Linked DNA regions of Mus musculus: regions 1, 2 and 3 are each linked to region 4. A link is a contact called in public promoter capture Hi-C data. All regions are on one chromosome and are shown on one strand. Each heading gives the region's core, a stretch centred on a gene start, on an enhancer-like site or on the middle of the called end of the contact. The rest is flanking DNA. Distances are from core to core; before and after follow the strand shown.

Evidence for each region. Promoter capture Hi-C pulls out the DNA fragments that hold promoters and counts their contacts. Capture Hi-C pulls out chosen DNA fragments and counts their contacts.
Region 1: a promoter capture Hi-C map of adipose tissue shows a contact between it and region 4, with 3 times the contacts expected there. The contact joins the promoter of Slc35a1 here to the promoter of Casp8ap2 in region 4. A contact is called at or near these places in 3 of 39 promoter capture datasets (hippocampal neurons and liver), 1 of 115 datasets of contacts at active chromatin or transcription factors (astrocytes) and 1 of 9 other capture datasets (adipose tissue).
Region 2: a promoter capture Hi-C map of liver shows a contact between it and region 4, with 3 times the contacts expected there. The contact joins the promoter of C9orf72 here to the promoter of Casp8ap2 in region 4. A contact is called at or near these places in 1 of 39 promoter capture datasets (liver) and 2 of 9 other capture datasets (adipose tissue and liver).
Region 3: a contact with region 4 is called in a promoter capture Hi-C map of liver, with 3 times the contacts expected there. The contact joins the promoter of Zfp292 here to the promoter of Casp8ap2 in region 4. A contact is called at or near these places in 3 of 39 promoter capture datasets (the 3T3-L1 cell line, liver and pre-B cells) and 1 of 115 datasets of contacts at active chromatin or transcription factors (astrocytes).

What each region holds. Positions count from the first base shown.
Region 1 is chr4:34,685,671-34,690,908 of GRCm38.p6, reverse strand. Slc35a1 (solute carrier family 35 (CMP-sialic acid transporter), member 1) reads left to right here and starts at 3,471. Exons shown (of 8, transcript NM_011895.3): 1 at 3,471-3,665. The coding sequence starts at 3,650. It overlaps Cfap206 (cilia and flagella associated protein 206), which reads left to right. Exons shown (of 13, transcript NM_001347062.1): 13 at 1,895-2,335. The coding sequence ends at 2,125.
Region 2 is chr4:35,223,877-35,229,312 of GRCm38.p6, reverse strand. C9orf72 (C9orf72, member of C9orf72-SMCR8 complex) reads left to right here and starts at 3,477. Exons shown (of 11, transcript NM_001081343.2): 1 at 3,477-3,525.
Region 3 is chr4:34,879,699-34,885,016 of GRCm38.p6, reverse strand. Zfp292 (zinc finger protein 292) reads left to right here and starts at 2,069. Exons shown (of 8, transcript NM_013889.2): 1 at 2,069-2,259. The coding sequence starts at 2,098.
Region 4 is chr4:32,613,920-32,618,946 of GRCm38.p6, reverse strand. It overlaps Casp8ap2 (caspase 8 associated protein 2), which reads right to left and starts at 3,477. Exons shown (of 11, transcript NM_001122978.2): 1 at 3,455-3,477.

The sequences.
Region 1 (5,238 bases), core at 2,222-4,721, 2.1 Mb before region 4:
ATACCCCATGCCTACCCGAATTCTGTTAGACACAGTACTTTCCTATCCTATGGATTCTGGGTCAATTTAATCAAAAACAGTGCCTACTCCTAAAGTAGGAAGCTTTGAATTTCCCACTTGCCTCCTTTAAAAATATCTTATTTAAGACAACAAATGTGTATTGCATTAGTATCATTTACTGTACCATGGGTTTCTTGCTGAATCACAAGGTAGGGGATAGATAAGTTACCTAATGAGTTACTCTTTTCATAGCAGTCACAGAATACCCAACAAACTCAAAGGAGGGAGGGCATATGGTTTCTATGCGATAAAATCACTTATGCCTGAAACCGTAATGTGTTTTATCCACCATTCTCCTGAAATGGTGAAGTAAAATGTGAAGTAAAAGATCGCCCAATAAAGACAGAAAGCTTGCAGACTTAAAATGTACTTAGGGGAAGGCTTTCGTAGTAGGGAAGACTCTTGCTCCAAAAGCCCAAAGATCAGAGTTTGGGATCCACAAGCCTACGTGAAAACGTAAAGGCTGGCCTCAATGGCACACAACGCTGCCATCCCCGGGTGCCCACAGGAGATGGGAGGTGGAGCCATGAGACTTCCCGGAAGGTGGCCTGGCTTATGCAGTAGCAAAGATACACATGGAGAACTCCACCTCAACCAACCTTTGGCTTTCACTCAGAGGGGGAATAGTATTTAGAATTTTTTTTAAGAACTTGAAGTGTGTTAAAGCAGGTCTTTTAATCTTGGTGGGTTGAACAGAAAGAAGATGGGTATTTAAATAAGACTGGGCAGAAAAGCGCCAGGCGTGGTGGGGACAGCAAGGTGTGAAGGCAACGGCTCGGACACACAGAATCTTACTGCTCTCACTGCGCAGTGAAGCTTCCCAAGGGAGCGCGTCCTTCATTGCATCTTATAGGGGACAATCTGATAACTTGTTGGGTCTTGTTGAGGGCTACGAGCCAGTGGCAGAGCACTTACATATAGCATGTGTGAGACCCCAAGTTCTAATCCCAGCACAAAAATATTTGTTTACGTAACAAGTCTCTTGGAATAATAAAATTATTCTATCAAAAATAATGAAATGACATAGTCTTATGAATGTAGAGATTTGGATCTATGATGGTTCAAATTCTGAATTACTTAGGTCTGCTCTCCTTCACTTTATGCTTTTCTTACCCTTTCCAAATTGTTATTATTTCTTATCTCCTCTGCTTTCTTTGTGGGGCTGAGGATGAATTTAGGGCTTTCCACGAGGTAGTCGCCTTGAGACCACGGAGTTATGGCATCTAGTCCCCATCCTCCATGGTTACTAGCCTGTGCAATCTGTCTAGTCTCATGTTTTCCAGTTATCCATGAACAGAAGTAAGCAAGATGAAAAACGAGTAAGCTGGAAACAGATTTTCATATTGTCAGCATAGTGTGACGCTCATTCTAAAAACCCACTATAAATCGTCACTTTCTCATATTGGACCGTCGCAACCCAGTCGTGTGCATTTCTCTTCAGCTCAGTCTCAGCATGTCACAGGTTTTCCCACTTTGTAAAGGATTCTTAAGTTTATTCTGTTCTTGATTAATTTTTGCCATGCAAGCTGATAAGTTCACTCCCCAGAACCTGCCATAAAAGGAGAGAATTAATACCAGGGGTTTTCCTCTCTCTTCCACATTCACACCACGGCATGCACATGCCTGCAATCATACCATACACATCCTCCTCCTCCCCCTCCTCCCCACCCTCCTCCCCACCCTCAGCCTCCCTGTCATCATCCATCCTCACCATCATAGAAAAATGCATTATTTATTTGTGAAATGGAAAGTTAATAGGCAAACATTAACTAAATGCCTGATTTTTTACATTTTTTTAGAGAAACATTATTCCCTATGTTCTCTTTCTACCTAGGCTAATTTGCGCCAGAAAATTACTCACTCCGTCCAGACTGACCTTAGCCACATGAGAAGAGATAACACCTCACAGGTGTACCCTTTGAAAGAGGCTAGCACCCAGTCCAAGAGAGAAGGCAGCAGCCGAGTGCCCAGGCCCCAGATTTTCATAGCTGGCCTTCGTGGGGGACAAAGCAAAACAACCTATGGGGTGAAGGTGAACTTAACCAGAGCGGTGGACGAAACCTAGAGATGGACGTTTACAGGAAGCTGCTCCTTAGTGGCACGGATGGAGGGTTTAAAGTGCTGTGCGTGTATAAAGCTCATTTGCGGGGCTGGCACAGTCACTGGTTGTGTGACTGTGCACTAGGGCACCGTATCCTGCCTGACTGTTATGCAAATCTAAAAGCAGTTTCTGTAGTACATTTTTCGTTTTATTAAAATTGACAAGTAAAACTCTGTCCGCGTATTTGTTTTATATTTTAGACAAAGTTTACAGCATTAAGATTGACATTGCAATGCCAGCTAGATAGTAGTATGCTTATCACTGGAATAGAGGCTGCTTCTAAAACCCTACAAAATGTTAAGCCCTGACACTCTGAAACACAACGCTCTGCTTCATTGCTATTTAGTGATAACAGATTTCTATATCATGAGCCTTGCTATCTGGAACAAGTGAAGCCTACATTCATATGCTGCCTTTTAAAAGCCAGAGAATTGATATTTATATTTGAATTTTGGGCTCATTGAAAAAAATCAGAATGTCTGATAAGACTGGCTGGCATTCCAGCTTGATCCTTTTATGCTCTGTTGTCTGCCTCAGAGCCCGCTGTGGCTTAAGCGCTTCCCACTTCCCACTCTGCGGCCTTATTTGGCTCATAAGCAGTTGGGTTTTCAGGTCCTGAGAATTCCAACTTTTTAGAGGTATAGTTTTTTTTTTTTCCTTTTCCATTTTTTATTAGGTATTTAGCTCATTTACATTTCCAATGCTATACCAAAAGTCCCCCATACCCACCCACCCCCACTCCCCTACCCACCCACTCCCCCTTTTTGGCCCTGGCGTTCCCCTGTACTGGGGCATATAAAGTTTACGTGTCCAATGGGCCTCTCTTTCCAGTGATGGCCGATTAGGCCATCTTTTGATACATATGCAGCTAGAGTCAAGAGCTCCGGGGTACTGGTTAGTTCATAATGTTGTTCCACCCGGGGTTATTTTCTAATAACATCCTCTAGTCACAGTAACCATTAGAGCGGTTGAAGTGCCTGTTAATACAATCTAATTTTTCTGAGGTCTTTTTGCTGCCTGAAGTTACCAAGTTAAGCTAGACAGTGACAGTAAGGATGATGAAGACAGACACAGTACTTCCGAGCAGTATGTAATATATACTAAATTTATCCAAGAGGTAACCATGGAAGGCCGTGATGGAGTTGAAAGTTATAAAAGTCCGAGTTCTCGGAGCCTCTCTAACGGTCTTCACACAAAGGAATAATCGAGAGCATTTCAGAATCCTTCTTGCGGGGCCCATCCTCTCGGAGGGGCTGGTCTCTAGAAGGAAACGCTCGGCCACCTTGACTCCGCCCCCCCTCGGTCGACCGGAAGCTGCGGTTTTCCGAGCCCCCGCAGGACCGAGTCTCCCAGACTTGTCGCTCCGCACGCCGCGCGGCTTCCGCCGTAGCCCCCGCTTCCTCCTCGCGCGTGTGGTGCGGCGGGCTCTCTAGGCCGGTGCGTCTCTATGGCCGCAGGGGCGTCAGTTCCGCAGACTCTCTCGGCACCATGGCTCCGGCGAGAGGTGAGGCCGGGCTGCGGGCGGTCGCTAGGGAACGGCGGCCCGGGGTGTGCTGGCCGGGCCGGCTCTGGGGGCCGAGCCCTCCCTGCAGGGAGCGGCAGCGGGCTGCACCCGCACACCGGTGCAGTGAGCCGCCCGGGCGCCGGCCAGGTCCCTGCCTGGAGCGAGGCTGTGGTTCGGAGCCCTGGGCTTGAGGGCGCGCGCTGCTCCTCCCGATGGCGAGCCGTCTGGCCAGGGCTGTGGTGGCTGTCCTTTCAGGTTTTACGTAAGCTGGCCCCAAGGCTGAGGTTTTATTCTATAGCACTGTGGCTAGGACAGGCCAAAAGGCGGTGACGATTTTGTATTTATTTATTTTTAAAGCAGGAACCAACACTACATGGTCTCATTCTATAGCCCACGTTGGCTTCAAACTCGGGGAGATTTTCCTGCCTCAGTTTTACAAGCGCTGGGATTAGTGGTCTGTGCCCTCATGCCTGGCGACAACGTCGCTTTTTTTTTTTTTTTTAATTTTGTTTGTTTGTTTTTGTTTTTTCACCATTTCCCCAATGAGCACTGGCTTTAAGTCTAAATAAATGTTGGACAAGCATTTAAAGAATATCCTTTTGCGTGGATGTGAAATTATTTATCTTTGGGGGAGGGGATTTGACATTTAACATCAGGCGCCATGTAAGTTTTCTGTGGTGGTGGATTGTCCCATATCAGATAAGTCCTGTAGCATCCGGGAAGAGGGTAATAGGAAAAGTAGGGCGATTGACAAATGAACACTTAAAAGATGCAGCAGGCAGATCGGTACCCGCAAGGGTTGTTTACAGATTTAGACTTCTTGCCAGCACATACGTTGTTACATTTGGGTGTGTTGCACTTTTTTATCCTAATGAAATACAGTTTCTATACCTCCTTACATAGAGTCATCTTAACGATTACTCACCTGCTACTTCCTGCTATGTCCAAGCTTTCAGGTATGACAGTAATAGTCCCCCTAAAATGTAACTGGAAAACAAAAGGATAACTCCAGACTGACTCTTCTGGGGGATATTCTCCACCCAGAAACAAATGCCGTGGAAGGTAACAGATTCTCCACAAAGGGGGTGCTGGATGATCAGTGGGCCAGGTTTCTAGTTAATGGCGTGATATGATTTGAATTCTTAGGATAGTTTAAAGTAGCTGCGTACCATGAATATTTATATTACCTGGGAACGTTGACATTCCTAATCAATGAAGTTTCATCCTGGAAAATGAAGAATTGTAGAAGAAATGTTTTGATCTTATGGTAAACTGAAATGTAAGTGGAAATCATGGTTACAAGGATTGGTTTTAAAAGTTGAAATGTGCTTCTAAAGTGGTATTACAGACCAAAGTCATCTATGTTTTATAGTATCCAAACTTAGACTTTTCTACTTTGATTAGTAATTATTTTCAAGAATTACATTTGCAGACCTTTTCATTATGGGTGTCTTAAACAAAACAAAACAAAACACCATGATATGGCTTATGCCTATTAATCCCAGCACTTAGGAGGCAGAGGCATGCAGAACTGTATCAAGGTCAGCTTGCTCTACATAGCAAGTACCAGGCC
Region 2 (5,436 bases), core at 2,228-4,727, 2.6 Mb before region 4:
GGTTTATATAGCAATATTCTTCATCCATGTCTGTCATGAAATTGTTCACATGCCAGTCTCAGTCACAACTAATTTCCTGTAATCTTGGTAAGTAGGAGCTAATCAACAAGCCCTTGGTTCCAGCCCTGCAGCAATGCACATCACACTTCTGAAACATATTAGCAGAGAAAATGGAGAAAAGCCTTCCTGACAACTGGCATTTTTGATGAAGCAAGAAGGTTCTCCGTGTTCTGACATATTTATTGGAGTTATAAATACGTGTAGAGTGTAAGAGGGTTGTAAGTCATTCATTACTGTATTTATTATATCTGAGTAGTTACCAAAAAAAAAAATGAAAGTAAAACCATCACTTCTAGAATGTACTGATCTAATTTTCTAGCTCGCCTGATTGCACATAAACCTTACAGCAACCAGGTGACAGATTACTAGGCGTGCTATTTTCCTGCTGAGCAACAGTGTCCTGCTAAAAGACTGCACTGACCAGCTTCCTGTGGGGTCAAGCAAGGAAGCCCCAGAGGAAGGGACTATCAGAGGAGTGCAATGTACCTATGGGAGTCACTTCCACTCCTATTAGAAGGGCTGCAGCCATTGCTTTCTGTGGGTGTTCTGCCATCCACACACAAGGGGAACAAAATGCCCTTGTCATGGATACACAGTCTTACCTAGGGTCACACTGGCCACTCTCTCCATTCCCTCCTTTAAGCCCCCACAGAAAGCTAGCACTGTGGACACTGAGTCACCAAGGAGTGAAGAACTGTCCAGTTCCGTGGTTAACCTAAAGCAGAGACGATACTTAATATCTGTTGTGGTTACAGAGCCCAACCTCTTATTTTGCTTTAGAAATCCCCCTTATCGAGGAGTGTCTGCATGACTGAACATTAGTGAAACATGATAGCTGACATTTTTCTATATCGGGTCTTTAAAGGTGTTGTTCTGGTTGGAAATAGGGGATAGAGTTCTCAGTTCCTGTTTGGAGAGATACTCCCTTTCTTTTTCTTTTCTTTCTTTCTTTCTTTCTTTCTTTCTTTCTTTCTTTCTTTCTTTCTTTCTTTCTTTCTTTTAATGGGATCCCCCCGCCCCCTTGATAGCCTTCAGCATGTAGTGTAGCCTAGGATAATCTTGAACTTCTAATCCTCCTGTCTCAGATTATAGGTGTTTGCCATCTCGTCAGTTCGTTTAGTATTGGGGAGTAAACCAGTACGTGGTAGGCAAGCCCTCTGCCAAATGCCCTCCACTTTCAGCCCTGGAGATATAGTTCTATAGCCAGCATATTTTCACTTAGAGCCTGGAGTTATTTGAGGTAGATTATTTGTAAAGTTTGAGAGGACAGGGTTAAAAATCTATCACACCAATATCATGAATCATATTTCTACATACAGTTAGCATCATTTTCTCTTTGGTTCTCTGGAGGAAAGATGTATTCTACCTTACACCTTTCAGGCAATACAACAATTATGAACCAGCATACCTACTTATTATTTTCTTCCTGATTAATAAAAGTTAGCTACAATCCAATTAAAATATATAGGCTACTTTACCTATGCCTAAGTAATTGTTCCATCTGATGTGAAGAAAAAGGTCTCCACTCATTGATCACAAAATATAAGTTGTATCATGGTTTATTTCATTTCCTGTGGTCATACAATATTTTAGATCGTGATGTTTCATTTTTTTCTCCAAAGAGAGAAAAAGAGAGGAATATGGTAGGGACCAAACCCAGGGAGTCACACATGCTAGGCAAGCCCTCTACCCACGAAGCTACATCCCTAGTCCTTTCTTGGTTTGATTATTTTTTTTAAATAAAACATTTATTCTAGGACTGATATTACACAAAATAAGTTATTTGAGGGACACTGTTTTTGTCTCTAGGTAAAATTTTGAAGGAAAAAAAAAACACTAAGAAGGTATATTCCTTCAAAGTTCCAGTCTTATTCTGAAGTGTAATGTTATGTTAGTTTGACTCACAGACAGGTTTTAAAGAAGGGCTTACTTCAAGAGGACACCAAACAAATACCTTCTATTCCTAGTGGGCTCTGGAATCACAGAAAACTGACCCAATCAATTACATTGATAGCTCTGGCTTACTACAGACAAGCAAATTATCTTAAGTGTGCATGCATGCGCGTGTATGTGTGTTAGTACCTAACACCCACCTGGGAACTTTTCAGCTTTTCAGTGTGGGATATAGTATAAACGTCTATTCCTCGTGTTGTGGATTAGCTGACTGGCCTCACTCAGCTGCCTTCCTTACCTGCAAACTCACCCACTTTGACTACAGCATCGCACTCTTAACCCTAGCCTTCCAAACATGGTCCTATGCTATTTCTGTGTGTCTGGATGTATTTTTAACTCTCAGATGTATACTTCATTTATGAGATATACATCTGAAGACCACGGTACAAAACACTGTAAGAACTTGATAGAATGACAACTGCTAGGTAAAAAAAAAAAAAAAAAAAAAAAAAAAAAAAAAAAAAAGCATACAATACCTGGTGAGAGTTCTATTTTTACCGAAGGTGGTATTGATAGGTATTCTGTTATTAATGCCTTTCTTTTCCCTATAAATGATGAAAAGTTGCTGGAAAATAATAAACACTACTCATCTGTAGTGAAAAGCCACAATACAGTTACAAACCAATCAATCAATCAATAAATCAGACGTCATGGTGTTCTTTTCCCAAAGGTTAAAAAACAAAGTGCACTGTGCTATTTGGCAAAAATGACGTTTAGAAGAAAACACGGTGACTACGCACAGAGGGTGGGGGAATCATTGTGCTTGTTGCGGAGTGAACACGTACAGTGTGCACGCAGACTTACGGCATTTAACCGTGTCATAGGGACCAAAGGAAATCCACTCACTCACTAAATATTTGTTGAGCACCCACTACCTGCCAACTCCCAAACAAAACAAAGCAAAACTACTTACAACCACAAACTACGCTTCGTAACCTAGATAGATAACGCAGGTGACACTATCTATCTAGGTTGAGCTCAGCTCTGCCCATGCTTTTCCTGAGCGGCTCTTGGAAGAAAAGCTACAAAGCCCATGACAGCCTCCGCCTGGCCAGCTGCCACTGGCATCTCAAGGCTGGCAAAGCAAAGTGAAAGCGCCAACCCGGAACTTACGGAGTCCCACGAGGGAACCGCGGCGCGTCAAGCAGAGACGAGTTCCGCCCACGTGAAAGATGGCGTTTGTAGTGACAGCCATCCCAATTGCCCTTTCCTTCTAGGTGGAAAGTGGTGTCTAGACAGTCCAGGGAGGGTGTGCGAGGGAGGTGCGTTTTGGTTGCCTCAGCTCGCAACTTAACTCCACAACGGTGACCAAGGACAAAAGAAGGAAACAAGACTGCAGAGATCCGCACCGGGGAGCCCTGCAGATTCTGGGTCTGCTGTGGACTGGGGGCGGGACTGCGACTGGGCGGGCCTGGGGGCGTGTCCGGGGCGGGGCGGTCCCGGGGCGGGGCCCGGAGCGGGCTGCGGTTGCGGTCCCTGCGCCGGCGGTGAAGGCGCAGCAGCGGCGAGTGGGTGAGTGAGACGCGCGGGCGGAGGGGGGCTGCTGCCACGGTCGGCTCGCGGGCCGGCCGGCTCCGGGTACCAGCGGGGTTTTTTTCTCCTTCGAGGTGAACTCCTCCCTGTCCCCCGGGCGAAAGAGCCCTTGGCCTTGCAGGAGTTGCGGGGGCCGCGGCGGTGCGGAGGGGATGGGGATGGGCCTCATCTTTGCTGTCCGCCCGCGCTCCCCGATCCCGACCCGGAGCGTCTCCCGGGCCCTTGAGGGAACCCTCCGGGAGTACGGCGAGCGCGGCCCCCACCGCCACAAGCCTGGGCCCCAGGGGCCTGGCCCGGCGACAGCTGGTGGGTCCTGCGACCCAGTCAGGTCTCCCGAGGGTCCCCGCCCGGGAGGAGAAAGCGCCGGTGGGATGGAGTAAGGACGGACAGAACAACACGCAGGCAGGATTTCGCAGAAGTTTGCAAGGAGTGCGGATGCCCACTTACATGGGCTGCTACTCTTACCAGGTTGTTCCCCAGTTCTGTGGGACGTGACCTGGTTGCCTCACAGCTCCGCGGTTGTACAGACTTATTAAAGGAAGTGACCATTGTGACTTGGGCATCACTTGACTGATGGTAATCAGTTGCAGAGAGAGAAGTGCACTGATTAAGTCTGTCCACACAGGGTCTGTCTGGCCAGGAGTGCATTTGCCTGGGAGGGATTGGTTGCGCTTTCTGGTGTGGGGACTATTAGGCTCTTGTAGAGTTTTGTCCCGGCAGATGGATAAATTTCTTGTTACACTGTTCCCGTTCGTCACCAGTTGAGAAAAACGGGTACACAGTCTGTCTCAGTAGTACTTTTACTTTATATTAAGGGCCCAAAAGGGACTGGAAAATACTTTAAGATAGAATCGTTAGTCCACTTGGAAAACTTAAAATATGAGAGAGAGAGGGGGGGGGGAGAGAGAGAGAGAGAGAGAGAGAGAAAGGAAGGAAGAAGGAGGAAGAGGAGGAGGAAAGAGATTGAGATTATGTTAATAATATGGAATCAGAATATTTGAAATATAGTAAGCGTCCCCTCAGTTAAAGAGGACATTCCAGGAGGCCCCCAGTATAGCCTGAAATCTCAGGAAACGCCTACATACACCCATCGTGTGGATATAGGTGTTTTCCCTTCATTACATTTCATACACAGATGTTAAAGTTTAGAAAGTAGGCACAATAAGAGATTACAAATAACTGATAATAAAGTCGAGCCATTGCAGCTGCTCTGTAAAAGTCCTGTGAATGTGATCGCTTTGTGTTTCAAAGTAACTTACTGTACTTCACCCCTGTTAAGCAAAACAAGATTCACCTGAACGCAGGCACCTTGGTACCTTGGCAGACACCAGATCTGATAACCAAGAGGATGGAGAAGTAGTGGCAGACAGTGTGGAGAGCATGAATATGCTAGACAAAAGGGTGAATCATAACCTAGGAGCAGAAAGCAGGTATTTCATCATCCTCCACAGTAAAAACCTATGTCACGTAAAAAACCTACAAGTAGTTTTTCTTTTACTCTTTTTGAATGAAAGCTTGCTACAGGCACTGAAAGTTAAAATAATCTGTGGATCAGGAGGAACAGGGGTTTTCTGTCTGAGTCACTGCTGACTAGCACCTCAGTGACCATTGGCACTGTGGGAAACCCCAGAGTCAGTTGGAAACTTCGAAACTAAAGGTGACGGTGTTCTTATTTCATAGAACACAAAAAATAAGAGGGGTTACAGCCTGCGCTGCAGACTGGACATTCAACAAGCATTTAAATTTCTGGGAGACAAATGTAAATATAACTTTAAAAGTTGGTAAAATACTCTGTTTGGCTATGTTGGCCATCCAATGTTTGCTTTTAGAAAATGACTGAATGGATAAAACGTCTATCTTTTGAGCCTGCCCTAGACCCCCATGTTGAGT
Region 3 (5,318 bases), core at 820-3,319, 2.3 Mb before region 4:
CTATGTAATAATTTAAAAAATCATTATTCAGGCATATTTCACTTTGGATCTTTCTCTCCACACCTGCTGCTACACACTTTCCTTCCTGTAAATGAAGTGTGGTGTAACTCATTACTGTTGAATTGTAGAAAAGGTAAGCTTCCTAGCCTTTAGTTATTGTACAGTCCTTGCATTTACTGGTGCATTGGCTAATCACATATTTCTTTTGATAATTTTCATTGGAATCCTAAAATAGCATACATTGATGGAACTTTAATACCTGAACTATATATATAACCTGGGAAAATGAACTGCAAAATTTAAAATCTTAAGCAAGGAGGGTACAGGGCAGCTCATTGGTAGAGTATCTACAGGGACTAGGGCAAGACAAAACAGCTACCTTCATTTGTTTCTTCAACTCTTTTTCACTGTTCAATCCAATAGAGGAAATCCTTAGCCTTACAGTGTGCTCCCCTGGTCTCATGTACATGCAAGCATTAGAGGATTCTGTCTTGTTAATGTGCAGTATTGATGCTGTTTTCTGTAAGGTTGCCTTGTGCTTGTTCATCTTATGTAATGATTTAAAAGCATGCATTACAAAACATTCGCTGGAACAACACAGTATTCAGAGAACATTTTCCACTAAGTGTCCTCCTCCCGTCACCTGTGAGGACTAGAATCACATCTGGCTTTATTATATACATTTCCTGAAAAGGCTACTGGATACGGTAGAAATTATGTTTTTGAGACCCAGCATTACAATGTAGCCCGGGCGGACTGGACCGGGAGACCCTCAGCTCCAGCTTCCTTCGTGCTGCAGTTCTGCTAGAGCCAACCTCCAGGCTGGTTGTTCATTTTAGATAACTATCCTTAGAAAAATACAGTGCAGTCAGAACACAACAGTAAAATGACCAGGTGTGTCAACGCTGTTGTTTGTTTTAAAAGGATTCAGTTGTAAGGCAGACATCTTGCCTCTTAAATAAACAGTAGGTTGTGGGGTGTTTTGTTTTGTTTGTCTATTTGTTCTTGCTGACCTGAAACTGGCAAAATAGTGTAGTCTCTGAACTTCTGATACTCTGGCGTTCACCAGGGAAGGTTGAGATTAAACAGGCAGTTGCGTGCCTTTTGCCTGGTTTATGCAGTGAACGGAGCTAGGCAAGCACTCTGTCAACTGAGTCACACCCCTAGCCCTCAAACACTGGGTTTGTTATTAGTTTGATTATGAAATTTATGGTTAAGCACATTGATTTTCCGACTACCTCTTATTCTACCCCCTACTCCTTTAAATTTGTAAGAACTCATCTGGCATAGGCTGGAGGAGGAAATATTATGTAGCCAGGGATGAACTTTTGAACCTCTCGTCTCCGAGTGCTGAGATTACAACCGTGCACACAACACTCAGCTCTCTTCTCCAATTCTAATGCCAAATACTGTTTTCGTCTTGCAAATAAAATACGGCTTAGAAGGCCACCTGTTTTGCAGCACCAAGAGGAGGGTTGCTACTGGCATTTATTTGACATCCGTGTTCCTTTTTTTACTTTAGCATCCTTAATTGTGTTCTTTCCTTCGACCTACTTTCCCAAACTAAGATTCGGTGTGGATTCTTGTAACGCGTAACGGTAACCAGATTTTAGAAAAGCTTTTGTGCCTTAAAAACCACCGGGTTACAACATTAATCATTTCGGTCTGTTTGAATTCTCTCCACACTATTCTTTTCTTGTGTTCGCTGCTTGATTTCCCAGAATGAGAATTGAACCTCTCATTTTGTTCTGACCCAATTGTTGTGTGTGTGTGCCCTCCAACACCTAGAGCGCTTGTTTCCAGGAGGCGTTCTCGGGTTGGCCCAGAACCAGGGCAATCACCAGCTCTCCACCCTGCCCTGGCCTCCGGCTGTTCCGCAGACCTTGCCCTCGCCCTGGCCCTGGCCCTAGCCGCCGCCGCAGCAGCAGAGGCCTCAGCTTCAGCTCGCTGCAGCACTGCCCCGGCGGTCGCCAGCCCCACACCCGGCCTTTGTACGTGCGCCCAGGCGTGCCAGCGCACCGGGCACGTGACCCCGCCGAACGTGGCATTGTGTTATCACGTGACCCAGGTGCGTACGCGACGGAGCGGGCTGCGAAGATGGCGGACGATGAGGCCGAGCAGGAGCGCCTGAGCGGTGGCGGCTGCGCGGCGGAGCTGCGGCGCCTGGGCGAGCGGCTGCAAGAGCTGGAGCGGCGGCTATGCGAGAGCCGGGAGCCCGCGGTGGAGGCCGCCGCCGCCTACTGCCGCCAGCTGTGCCAGGTGAGCCCCTCCCCCTCCGCGGGCCTCGGCGGCCGGAGCGCGGGCGGTCCGCGTCTTTGTGTTCCGCGGCCAGGCTGGGCCGGACGGCCTCGGGGCTCCGTGCACGCTCCCGGGCTGCGCCGCGGGCGCCGGGCTGCCCGCCGCGCGCCAGTCCCCCTGTCGCCGCCGGCCGTCGCGCGCAGTCGCTCGGCCTTTGTTGTTGGGTTAGGCTGCGACCGGAGGGTCTTTGTTGATGTTCTCGAGCCAATCCCGCCGGACCTGCAAGCTGGGAGTGGCGGCGGCGTCTGCGCTGCGGCCGTTCCTGCTGGCTGCTCTCCGCGGTGCATAGGAGCTGTCACCGTTCCATAGTCAGTCGTCCCTTGGGGGCGGCTTTACCAGTGCCTGTTTCGCCTTTACGTTCCGGAAGAGTACGATTTCCGGCCCCCCCCCCGTGCACCCCCACCCCCACATTTCTTGGGTTCTTTCCTGTTAAGTGTCTTTGGTTGACAAGGGATTTGTGCTTGGGTCAGTTTCAGATCTTCCCATTCTTTTCTTGCCCAAGGACATTGCTTTTCAGCAACGTTTTCTAACTAGGATTTAGAATGTTAGTAACATTCTAAATGTTATCTTATGACAGATATCAGAGTTTGGATCTCCATCTGGTCTTAAGACTCCCCAGTTAACGTGTGCTGACTATGGAGGGAGGGAGAACATTGATTAAACTGCCTAGTTGAGGCCGTTTTTTACATAAAGCATGAAACCTAATGGATGTGTCATGCTTAAGATTTTGTTTTGGAAACACTGAGATTTGAACAATGGTGGAGCATTTTAGGATTTCACAGGGATACTTTCACTTGCCAGCCTCCAGGTGCTGAAATCTATCTTTCTAGGGTATCTGATCACATACAGAAGCAGCCCCATTGCCGTATGCATTTTATGCTCATGCATTGATGGTTCGTTATTTAAAAAAAAAAAATAGGACCAAGGATGACTTGTCTGCAAATATATGCAGTCAGAAAGTTCGTCAGATCTGGAGGCCACATTACAGAGTCATTGTTTTAAACCTTAGTATTAAAGAAACTTTGAAATTTGCTATTTTCTATGCCCTGAAATTGCCCACCATCGTAAGCCTGAGAAATTATTTTAGTAGAATTTACAAATAAGGCTTTCATTTGTTTGTTTGTTGGTTTTTTTTTTTTTTTCCCCTGAAACAGGGTTTCTCAGTGTAGCCTTGGCTGTCCTGGAGCTCACCTTGTAGACTAGGCTGGCCTCGAACTCAGAAATCCCCCTGCCTCTGCCTCCCGGAGTGCTGGGATTAAAGGCCTGCGCCACCACGCCCCCACCACGCCCGGCCAAGATTTCATTTGTAAATGGAGTCCACTTCTGGAGGAGGTGTTTTGAGACAGTCTTTCCATGCTCTCCTTGCTGGCATTAATTTTGGGTAGTCGTCTTACTTCACCATCCCAAATGCTAGGATTACAGATCTGTGCCACCATGAGCAGTTGGGAGCAGACTAAAGTCTACTTTAGTTCGGGATATTAATTCCTTAGTAGAATCCACTGATGATTTAAGGATTGATAATACTGTTAAAATGAAGGCTCATGCGATAAAGAGTATAAGTATAGCTTTCTCTTTCGTTTTTGAGATTGATGCACAAGTATCACTGTGTGTGTGGTTGTGGTTAAGATGGTACTAGGTACAGCATGCTAGGTACATCACCAGGTTTTAAATTCTTCTTGTTTATTGTTTTGTCTTTTTTAAGACAGGAATTGTCTGTGTGTGTGTTGGGGGGGGGGGAAGGGTGGCCCTGGCTGTTCTGTAGACCAGGCTGGACTTGAACTCAGAGATTTACCTGTTCCCCTCTCACCCTCTGCCCCACCATGTGCTGGAATTATAGTCAGGTGCCACTGCCTGGCATTTTAAAGTTACTTCTAATGAATAAAACAGTTAAAAAAAATAACTCGATATTGGTTTTATTAAGTGATAAATCTTAAGGTATATAAATCATTTTTTATTACCTTGCTGATAAAAATCAAATAGTAATGAAGTAATCATTGGTGGTTTTCAAAAATTAGAAATAGTAATTCATACTGAGGGTGTATTGGCTGAGGGGCAAACCCAGTGTCTCTTGGGTTCGAGGCTTGTTCGCTAAAGACTGATTTATGCTCCCTACCCCAATATTATAAATTATAAAAGTGATCTCCAGAGCTCTAATTCTGTATTTGAGAGGCCGAGGAAGGCAGGTCAGAGTTTAAGGCCATCCTGGGCTACATAGTGAGTTCCAGATAATAGCATAAGACAGAAGAGAGAGTGGGGGTTGGGCTCCAACTCAAATATCCTTAGAATTTTGTCTTAGTTAACATGGGATGTAATGTTAGATGTAGGGGGAGCTAGAAATTAAATCCTGTTTTCTAACCTTGGAATTACAGTTCGACCTTTTTATGTCTTTCTCCGGTAGACCTGGGCTGTCCACATGCTTCTAGAAAGCCAGGATAAATAAACGTTTGGCAGTCACTGGACTTGAGCTAATATTCTGTCAGCATTGAGGCTCAGTTTTAAAGTCCTCAATTTTGTGCTTATTTAAAGATTGCTCTGTTATATTTACACTTATTTGTGTCTGTGTGTATCTCTGTGCATGTGCCACAGCATGCAGAGGTGAGAGGGAAGCTTGCAGGAGTTAGTTCTTGTCTTAGTCAGGGTTTCTATTCCTGCACAAACATCATGACCAAGAAGCAAGTTGGGGAGGAAAGGGTTTATTCAGCTTACACTTCCACATTGCTGTTCATCACCAAGGAAGTTAGGACTGGAACTCAAGCAGGTGAGGAAGCAGAGGCCATGGAGGAATGTTACTTACTGGCTTGCTTCCCCTGTCCAGCTTAGCTTGCTTTCTTACAGAACCTAAGACTACCAGCCCAGGCTGGGCAGTGGTGGCACACACCTTTAATCCCAGCACTTGGGAGGCAGAGACAGATGGATTTCTGAGTTTGAGGCTAGCCTGGTCTACAGAGTGAGTTCCAGGACAGCCAGGGCTACACAGAGAAACCCTGTCTGGAAAAACCAAGAAAGGGGAAAAAAAAAGA
Region 4 (5,027 bases), core at 2,228-4,727:
GCTCTGAGGGATTTCCGTGGGAAAGCTGTTGTATTTTATGCAAACCTATTCAAATGTCCACTCATTGATTTGAAATTTCCTTTATAACAAAACCTGAGCTGTCCTTAGAATACATATATATTATATATACAATATAAAATATAAAAATATTTATAATATATATTATTTATGTATTATATGTATTTGTATTTGTTTATTGTGTTTGTACAGATGGAGGTCAGAAGAAAACTTGGGGGAATTTATTTTCTCCTTCTACTATGTGTGTCAACCTCAGTCAGCTTGTCAGGTTTGGCATCAGCTACTGGCTAAGCTATCCCACCCACCCTGAGCTGTCTTCAGAACAGCAATCTAACCGTGCTCCTGCTGTGCTTAACCACCTTTGGGTGCTCCTTGCTGATCAGGACAATGAACACACTTGCTAACAGTTCTGCAGAGGTCTTGCATGCCAGTCCTGTACCACTGAACCAGTGTTATTCTGTTCATGGTTCTTCTCCAACCCCCAGCAGCCTACGCAGATCACATGAGTAGCTCTATGAGCACACTTGTTCTCTCCCGGTCAGCAACTCTGAAAAGTGCAGACTGTCTGCTCAATACTCTACCATTATTTAACTGTTATTTTGGCCAAAGTAATGTCCCCTAGGCACAATGTCGTCCCACTAGGTAAGGACCTCTGATATGTTCTTCTTTGGGTTTTAGGGAGCATATGGGTGAGAGCATTGAGACAGGGCTCTCCATGTAGCCCTGGCCATGCAGGAGGTCAATCTGTACACAAGGCAGTGTGCAAACCTAGAGTTCACTTGCCTCTGCCTCCTCAGTTCTGGGACCAAGGGTGTGCGCCACTTCACCTCACATTGTTCTATATCTTTATACCACTGTGTCCTTTCCCTAGAGGACTTCTTTCCACAGTTCAACTGTTGCAGAATATTTATCACACTGCAAACCCAGGATCTTGTTATTTACCTTTTTTTTTTTTTTTTTTTTTTTTGGTTTTTCGAGAGAGGGTTTCTCTGTATAGCCCTGGCTATCCTGGAACTCACTTTGTAGACCAGGCTGACCTCGAACTCAGAAATCCGCCTGCCTCTGCCTCCCAAGTGTTGGGATTAAAGGCGTGCGCCACCACGCCGGCTCTTGGTATTTACTGAAAAGCTCTGTTTCTAGTTGTGTGTCTTGGCCCTTAGCACACACCTTAATTCTTCTGGCTGGAATACAGACAGGCCCTCAGTACACTCCTGTAATTCCAAAAATGAAGGTAGAGTTTGTAAAAGGAAGCACCCATGTTTGAAAGCGGTGTCCAATTGAGTGGCAAAGTGCTGAATCAGAGAAAGATTTGACAGAACAGAGTATGCTCAACTCTCACAAGAGTAGAGAGGAAAGGGAAGCTACTAAAAGAGCAGTGCAGAGAGAAAAAAAGTAAAAAAGGAGAGAAAGCAGCTTTACTGGGACAGGTGTACAGAGACAGGTTGCAGAGAGAGAGAGAGAGAGAGAGAGAGAGAGAGCGAGAGAAAGAACAAGCTAGACACAGGAAGACAGAACAAGCCAGACAGGTCAGAAAGAATGAGAAAAGATGAGCTTACTCAGCAATAAGTCTCAGAGGCTGAAAACACTCCAGGACTAGATTAGATTGTACAGCAGCTAGAAGCTTTCAGGACTCAGGCAGTAAGCTTCGGAAATGACAATTACATCAGGTGATTAAAGTTACATTTAAATTCAACTCTACATTCCCGTGGGATTTGAGAAAACACGTCCACCTTGCTGACAGTACAGGCCCAGGTTGGACAAGGGTCATCTGTTTTGTTCCCCACCATCATCAGCTCTTAGCACTGTCTGGCATAGCGGTTAGTAGTTAGTAAGTAATAAAATAATTTGTTAAGCTAATGAAATGCCAAATTAGTTAAAGATGATTCCGAAATTTCTACCTCTGATAAGGTGGAAGGCATTCTTTTAATGGTAATGGAGAAATAAAGAAGACCCGGTGAATCACTTGTACAACAATCAGGTGAAAATGTCGGTCTGGGTTAGAAATAGAGTTGGATCCCTAACAGATTTTTCTTAAAAGAAAAGGAGAGTTAAGATGATTTGGGGCTCATTAGCATCATGGTGACAGGTATATTAAAAAAAAAATTACAAGTCAGTGAGTCTCCCAGGGTGGGAAGATAGGAGAAGAAAGAGAGAGAGAGAATATGAAAGGTAGAGGAGTGAGAGAGATCTTTCTATACTTCTTCTCATCTCCCATCTGAGTTACTACTGAGAGGAGTGGTACACCTTTGAAACATGCAGAGGCCAAGTTTTAAAAACCAAGAAGCTAATGATTGATTAATAACAGCTGCTGGGCTAGGAAGGTTGCTCAGTAGTGTGCAGTCCTCACAGCTTTGAAAAGGCCAGTCCCTAGCACCAAAATGTTCTTTAAAAATTTTACAGGTTGATAACCATTATCTGGAAGGATAAACAGCTTCAACAGATTCATAAGCAAATGCATAGAGAAAGGGGTCATCTAATCTTTTCTGAAAGCAGTATGAAGTTCAAATTTTTCAATACACAAAAGCATACATTTGTAGAAGGAAAACAACCAGGCAAAAGCTAAGAGGCAAATCTCACTCTAGGTTCTGAGGATGAGACAGGCATGAAAAGCAGCATACATTACACAAGTCAAGTATTGATATAAGTGCGCTAAGTACTCCTTTAAATTATCCTGAAGCTCCTATCAAGTCTATATTATTCCTTATCCCGTCTAAATAGATGAGGAACCTAACAGAGCCAATTAGAAAATCTGCTGCAGCCAACAGCTAGAAAGTGGAGAGCTGGGATAAATTCCAGTCAGATGTCAAAAATCAAAAACACCCCTTAAAACATAAATCTCTGGACATATCCCGTAAGATGGCAGGAAATACTATGGAAAAAAAATAATTTGGGGTATGGTAACAGAGCCAAGAAGTCTTGCCTAGTGGCCTAGTCCCTTCCAAGGCGGGGTTGAAGCTCATAGGAGAAAGGCCTTCAGCGAGAAGTTTGGTGTTGGTGTGGCGAGAAAAGACCGCCAAGAGGATCCTTGAAGCACTAATGCTTCCTGAGAATTCTACATTCCCATGTCAGGGATGGTTCGAGGCGCTGCGGAGAGCACATAAACAACTTCTTCTCTCAAGCTTTCAGCTTGGGAAACTGCCCCTGTCACTGATCGCCCGACCCTCGGGACAGCCCCTTCTCCACACTCACCGAGAGCTCGGCAGTAGGGACTTGGGAGACACGGGTGGGGGAGGGGAGGGGCGCGCTGTAGACCCGGCGATGTTCCGGGTGCTCGCCCCAGCGCCCCCCGAGACGCTCCGAGGGGCGCTCCCCGAGGACGGCAGCTGGCTCCTCGAGGCCCAGCCAGGCACAACCCTTCGCCCAGAGCGTAAGCCATCCCAGGCGGCACCCCGCTGCCTCTCCCCAGCAGCCCCGCGACAGGCCCTCAGGAACTTACCCGGCCGGCCAGCCCCGCACAGCGGCCGCTGTCCGGACGCCAGGCGCTCCGCCGTCTCCACCAATCGCAGCTCACGGTAAGGACGCCAGGGCGGGACCGAGCGCCGACAACCAATTAGATAAGACGCAAAGCACGTCTCGGCGCACACAGCCAGTTCCCGCCATTGAAGGCGGAAAAAAAGATTCCAGTTGGCGCCAAACTCTGGTACTTACTCTTCTGTGGCTCCGAAGGGAAGTGGGCGGGCCGTGACCTCAGTGACAACGGGGCGGGGTTTCTCCGCGGAAAAGACGTCACCAGAGCGGAAGTGGGGCGGGTCTGGGAGACGCTAATGAAAGGGAAAGTAAAGGTGGAGGCTCCTAGCTGTTTTGGCTGAGAGCAAGTGGAGAAGGCTTGAGGTCTTTAGTGTATAAATTGTGTCAGCTGCGCGCTAGACAGCGCTAAGATCTGACCTTTAAGATGCCATCCTGGATGGTGAACGTAGCGTAGAATTACTAATTCAGCGGGATAGAAGAAGGTTTTTGTTTTTGTTTTTCCGTATTAAACTTTTTTATGTAAAGCCGGGCGTGGTGGCGCACGCCTTTAATCCCAGCACTTGGGAGGCAGAGGCAGGTGGATTTCAGAGTTCGAGGCCAGCCTGGTCTACAGAGTGAGTTCCAGGACAGCCAGTGCTACACAGAGAAACCCTGTCACGAAAAACCAAACCAAAAAAAAAAAAAATATATATATATATATATATATATACATATATATATACAATAAATTATTTTTATCGTTTTTCCCCTACCCGAACGCATCTCTGATCCCACCTCCTTACCCACCGAACTTCATGTTCTCTTTCTCAAAAAAAGAAAGAAAAAAGGAAAAAGAAACAAAAAAGAAACCAGTAAGAAAAAACAAACAAAGCCAAGACAATACAAAACGAAACAAAAAGCTCAGACACAAAAACATGGAATTCAATTTATATTGGTCAACTACTCCTGGGTATTGTCCCTTCCCCAAAGTCTGGCTGATAGACCAGTGCCACTCTACTAAAGAAAACTGCTGTCTCCTTTCTCTGCAGGTTGAATTCAACTGCAAATACCTCCTCAGGCTTGAACCCCAACGGGTCTTATGAGGGTTATCGGCCTCTGCATTCATATATTTATTAGTCCTGTTGTGTCTGTTCCTTGGATGACACAGTTCTTGGAGTCATCCGCCACCTCTGGCTGTTGAGAGTCTCTCTGCCTCCTTTTGGGTAATGGGTCCCTGATCCTTGAGGCAAAGGGTTTGATGAAGGCGTCCCATTTAGGGCTAAGTGCTCCAAAGATTCACTCTCTGCCCATTGTTAGTTGCTTCCTACTGTAAGAAGTTTCTCTGATGAGTCTTGAATAATGCAGTGATTTAGGGGTATAGCGCTATGTCGTGATGAGTATTTTATTGGCCTTTGCAGAATCATAGTAGTAGTTTTACCTCTAGGCTTATGAACTATCTAGTCTCAGGTTCTTGGCCATTTGAGCAGTGTCAGATATGGTCTCACTGAGCAGACCTTAAATCCACACAGAAAATGGTTTGTTATTCCTATAGCATGCACGTC